Regions from separate parts of the Mus musculus genome. Here region 1 is linked to region 2. Evidence: chromatin contacts called from public HiChIP or PLAC-seq data. All regions are on one chromosome and are shown on one strand. Each heading gives the region's core, a stretch centred on a gene start, on an enhancer-like site or on the middle of the called end of the contact. The rest is flanking DNA. Distances are from core to core; before and after follow the strand shown. Region 1 holds the start of Mdfic (MyoD family inhibitor domain containing). Region 2 holds the start of Tmem168 (transmembrane protein 168).

Region 1 (2,700 bases), core at 3-2,502, 2.1 Mb before region 2:
AGAACTCAAAAGAGTTAATTCATTCTTGGAACGTGTTTATTCCAAAACAAACGTTATTGAAAACATATGCACGAGCCATTCCAAAAGAAACTGGTCTCAGAAACCTGGATGCTTAACCTGGGGGTCAGAGTACCCCACAAGAACCAGAAAGATGAGGAGAGCCCACGCTAGCTCAGAGAGCAGAGACTGCCCTGCATGAGAAAAGAACATAAGAACTTAAGAGTACTAGACAAGGGTTGGAGACTTCACACCCCTCCTGAGTCCCAGGCCAAGAAGTGCTTAGGCAGAAGGTAGAAGCCATCTAGTCAACCAGTTTCTAGCAAGAAAAGGGAATAGAGGGGCCAGGGATCCCGCCCTCCTATCCGGTTGTTGATCTGGGGCAGTGATCCTCTGGCAGACTTGTTTAAGTAACATAAGTGTGCAAAAGTTCACAATTCCGAAGTTGAAGCCCATCCTCGCAGTTCCCCACTCCCACCACCACCACCACCCATCCCTAAGTGTGCAAGCACGTCCCAGAAACTCGCAACTCGCAAGTACTTGTTACTCACCGTGGGCCGGGGAGCCCAGCCGGCCGCCGCCCGCCTCGACCGGGCACTGCTGCTCCGCGGGCCCGGGAGCGAGGGCTTCACCCGCGCAGGACATGGGCCACGCTCCGAGCCAGAGCCGTCCCCGCGGGGTGCACGGACCCCAGCTGCTTAGGTGCTGGGTGCAGGAAACGGCCTGCCTCTGGCGGGAAAAGCAAAAGGGACAGCAGGATCAACTGTTTTTAGAGCACAGCACGCCGCAATGCCTGGGCCATTCCCTCCCCCTCCGCGTCCCTCCTCCAACTCCACCCCAGGGAAGTTAGGATTTGAAAGCAGCCTGGGGGGACGCTGCGAACGGGACGCGCGCGCTGGGAGGGGACGCGCGGGGACTCGGCGGCAGAGCGACCTAAGGGACCTCCACCTACCTTGGCATCCCCCCCGTGGGCTGTTCCGGGTCCCTTCCTCCCGCCACCGGTAGTCAGCGAGGCTCTGGCCGCGGCCCCATCACGCCCTGGCAGCCTGACCACGTCCCTCCGGCCCCGGGAGTGGCAGCGACAGTGGCAGCCGCCCGCGCTGACTCCGCGCACTCCGTCCCTTCCCTCCGGGCAGCCCCTCTCCTCCGGGAAGGACTTTAGGATCCACTTGTGCGTCTCTTTCACCCTCGCGCTGCCACTCCTACACTCTTCAAACACTTCTCTCTCTGTGGCTCCCTTTCATCATATCCGGATTGGGGTGGCCTCGAACTCTTGGCAGACAGCCCCGAGGTTGGGGGCGGCGCGACCTAGGTTTGGCCCTGAGCTCCCTTGCGAGGGAGCTGTCTGGGTCAGGAGGCCAGAGCTGGACAGGCCAGATGCAGGCTCCCTAGCCCAGGCCCACCAAGGTTAGGGAAAACAGGGAGGGAGCTAACCTTGGCAGCTCAAACATCTTCAACCTTTCTGGGAAAGTCCCCCTCAAACCACTTTCAATCCTGCCCTTCGATAGACTATTAAATAATCTTGAGGAATGCCCCAGGGAAGCGACCTTTGAAAACAGGGAAGGGTGTGTGTGTGTGTGTGTGTGTGTGTGTGTGTGTGTGTGTGTGTGTGTGATGAATGTACATGTGTGTTCAAACACACACACTGACTTTCCTGGTACTATGAAGACATAAATGTGTATTTAAAACCTTGTTCACAGGTCCCAAGTACTTGTCTAATCTCTTCATCTTTTTCTTTTTTATTACTTTACTTCTGTCAGACAGGATTCCTGATCTGGTTAAACCAGTTGCACAGAGCCACCCAGGAGTGCAAGGTGAACATTCTTGAGCACATCTGTCCTACCCCAGGCTGAGTGCCTCTCTGACCGTGTGACGTCTGCGGGAAGCTAAACTGTGCTCAGACGTAAAAGGTTCATTGTCGGTGGCTTTTTAAATGAAATGTTCTGACTGTGGCAGACTCTAAAGGGCCAAGAGCAAGTGTAACGGGCTGTTAAGAACTTTTATACATCTGGTTAATTTTTGTTCTTTGTTTGAGTGAAATGCAGAGTTCAGTGGAGGTGCATATCAAAACTGAAGAAACTTAATGGTTTCTCCTTCTCACTCACCCCCATCATTACTAATAATACATCAGGAATGTTTATCTTCAAAAAGTGACCATTCAAGTTCTTTTCAACTGACGGAAAAGGTCTATTTCTTACCTCTAAAGAAACAAGAACTTGATTTCAACTACTCCGAGAAATCAATCTTCAAAGGTTCTGAAGGCAGGTATTTGGATTCCATAGAAAATGGCATTTTTCTCGGTGACCTATAGCTAATAGATATGGCCCCGTTTTTAAATAAAATTTGTAGATTCATAGATGACATTGTAAAAAGTGCCTTAAGTCTCTTAAGAACGTGTCAAGAGTCTGGACTACATAGAACCTACTGTTGTGATCATAAAAAGAGAAAGAGCTATAAAGATATGTTCTAGCTGGTGGGGTGTGGGGAAGGGGGTGTCTTGGTGGGGCCCATGTCAAGCCATCCCTTCTTCCTGAGGGACCAGTCACAGGACTGTATAGTATAGAATAGAGTTTATTCAGGGCAGGGGGAGGGGAGTTAAGAGAATAGTAGAGGCAGAGAAAGGCAGAGAGAAGGAGAGAGTAGAGAAGTAGAGACCACATGGAGAGAGAGGGGAAAGGAATGGGGGTGGGGGAGCAAGGGAGC
Region 2 (2,700 bases), core at 125-2,624:
TATGAGGATGTTCCTCTGTCCGCCCCCCCCCCCCCCCTTGCTCCATCATGCAAGCTAGGTAAGCATGCTACCACTGAGATAACACCCACATGCCCTATTTAAGGATTTGGAGGTTTATCTGAAAGGATAAGCCATTTAAAGGTTGTAAGGCATTTTTAAAACACACATTCTCCCTCAATCCACAGAAGAAACTTTGTCGGATAGATGTTATCAGTGTTTGTTTACACATGAGCGGGCTAGGGGTTTGAAATGGTTTGACCTATATGAGGGGCTGCAAGCAGCAGGAAATGGAATCAGAAGGCAGGCAGGGACTTTTTGGTGGAAATGTTTTTTTTTGGGAAAGGAAAGGGGTTTTCTTGCTTTTTGCCTGGCCGTATTCTATTCAGGCTTCGTTCAGAACTTGTTTTTCAGGCCCAACTGTGCATTCCCTAGTAAAATCTAGTTTTTAACTAAGAACGCCATGAAGTCAGTTTAGCTTTCTATCTTTCTTATCTTCCTGTTTTCAAGGTAACAAGTACCTTTGTTGTGTTAGCAACAATGTTGTTATGCTTCCAAGTCATTGTCCCCCTTAAAGCTAATGTGATTCCCCATTTGCTCAAGCATCCCTACCGCATCCTAATCGTTAAAGTCCCACTTTTACAAGCTCTCTATTGAACTGGAACCATTATCTCCTCTCCATTGCAAGATGGATTTATAGCGGTCCGTACGCGAACGAGACTGTCTTAAAGCCCTCCTTAACAACGTGTTCTTACAGGTATTGAATATCTTTTAAATTCATTTTGTACATGGAGGGACACACTGTTTCCCTGTATATTCACAGTCCTGTGAGAAAGGTTTTGTTACCATTTCACAGATGGAGAAACCAATTTCAACCCCTGAGACTGCTGCTCCGCAGCACCTGTGAAATGCGGCGCTCACGTGTGTACAACTATGTTAATTTAAGTGCCATCAGAATGCAGATTAAAATCATCTGTGGTGTTTGAAGGTGCGCTTAGGGCCAAGGAAAGCTAGCTAGGGCTGTAGAATAAAGATGTTCAGGATTGGGGATTAATGGCGGACTTAATTAGAAAAGCAGGCTGGGGCAAGGAGAGACAGGTTTTGAAGGTTTGGTCAGCATATGCAAAGCCATATATTATACCACCTATATGAAAGAGCAGCAACGCCTTCTACATAGATTTATAGTCCACTTGCAATTATCCCACTCTAGCTGGCTCAGTTTCGGTCCAACTCTAAGCGGTGACCTCGCTGCTTTGGGGCCTGATCATCCGTGGTCTTCCCTGCTTTTGCTGCTAATCCCGGGTGGGAGTTAAACAGGCCCAGGGTGGGGCAGCGCAGCGAGCACCTGCCTCCCCAGGCTCGCCGCTGGGCGTGGAGAGCGGCTAGGAGGCCGGGCCAGGGAAGGAAGCGCGCGGCGCGCCTTGTCCCTGACGGCGATCCGTAGCGCTGGGAGTCAGCGGCGGAAACATGGCGGCCGTGTCGGTCCTAGCGAAAGTTTCTACCGAGGCCTTGCGGTGCTAGTGCGGGAGGCCTCGGGCTCACGTCCCCACATCACCTCCGCGTTCTGGCTCGGAGGCTCCGCGCCCTTTGGCTCTGCGAGCTTCGCAGCGGAAAGAGCGAGGCTCGCTGGCGACCGCTGACTCGGGTAAGGGGCATCCGGGAGCCGAGGGGCGGCGGAGGGCTGGGGCGCCGCCCAGGGTCCGGCTGAGCCGGCCAGGCCCCGCCCCGTCGGCCTCCTGGTGGGATCGATGCTCGGGGGCTGGCGACCGCCAAGGGAGGGCGTGCCTCGGTGTCCCGCCTCACCCTGACCCGGGAGTCGCGTGGTGTCGCCTCGTCCCAGAGCTAAGGGGTAGCGGAACAGCCAGGGTCCCGAGCCCACTTCTCCATCTCTCGCTAGATCGAGCCCTAACGGGAGAGAAGTTACCATAGCTGCTCAAAAAGGAGAGTCCGAGTTGCCATTCTTCTAGTTAAGAGGTGGGCCGAAAGAGTTATTAGCAGGAACTCAGAGAAACTAGGCTGCAGGTCTCCAACTCCTGACGGCTCAGTGTTGTTCTTTCAGGTTTGGACATTTCCCCTACGAGGAACAGACATAGATTTCCACTGAAGGATTATGAAAGCGATACATTGTGTCTTGAAGTCCATTGTCTTAGGACACCATGAGGGCACTTTTCTGTTTTGGAAGAAATTTGGTGAATTAAGTGAAGGTTGGAGTAAAGCCAAGAGCAGACAAGCCAATGATTCCTGGACTCTCACTTAAGTACTAGTGCTAGCTGTGGCTTATTAGAAAGTGGTTTATTTTATCTGCATTTCTTAAGTAGTTTTTTCTATTATTAGTCAGTCTCCTCTCCCCGCCCCCCCCCCTTCGGAATTGAATGTTAACTTGATTACAGACTGCTGGATACTGAGCGTGCATTGTGGAAGACAGATCTCCCCAGAGACTTTGTGACCTGTGAAGAATGCAGACATTAAACAAATGGTGAAGAAAAGAGTAGTTTTACTTTTCCATTTCAGAGAGAGTGATCCGAGAGGCGATTCTCCTACGAAAAGAATTGTAAGCCCACACCTGAATGAAGGGTTTGACAGATAAAGGGCAGATAGGGCTAGGAGGAGGAAAAGGAATATGTCCAGAGAGGGCACGCCATTTCTGTAGTTCATAATTGAAGTGTAGTTGGAATAAAAGTGAGAGGAAGAGCAGTAACAGAT

The links. HiChIP or PLAC-seq counts read pairs in DNA pulled down with a chosen protein or histone mark.
Region 1: a contact with region 2 is called in an H3K27ac HiChIP or PLAC-seq map of bone marrow-derived dendritic cells, with 13 times the contacts expected there. The contact joins the promoter of Mdfic here to the promoter of Tmem168 in region 2. A contact is called at or near these places in 3 of 115 datasets of contacts at active chromatin or transcription factors (bone marrow-derived dendritic cells, bone marrow-derived macrophages and thymic regulatory T cells) and 1 of 9 other capture datasets (embryonic stem cells).

Annotation. Positions count from the first base shown.
Region 1 is chr6:15,719,213-15,721,912 of GRCm38.p6, reverse strand. Mdfic (MyoD family inhibitor domain containing) reads right to left here and starts at 1,252. Exons shown (of 5, transcript NM_175088.5): 1 at 950-1,252; 2 at 549-726. The coding sequence starts at 642.
Region 2 is chr6:13,606,772-13,609,471 of GRCm38.p6, reverse strand. It overlaps Tmem168 (transmembrane protein 168), which reads left to right and starts at 1,374. Exons shown (of 5, transcript NM_028990.5): 1 at 1,374-1,642.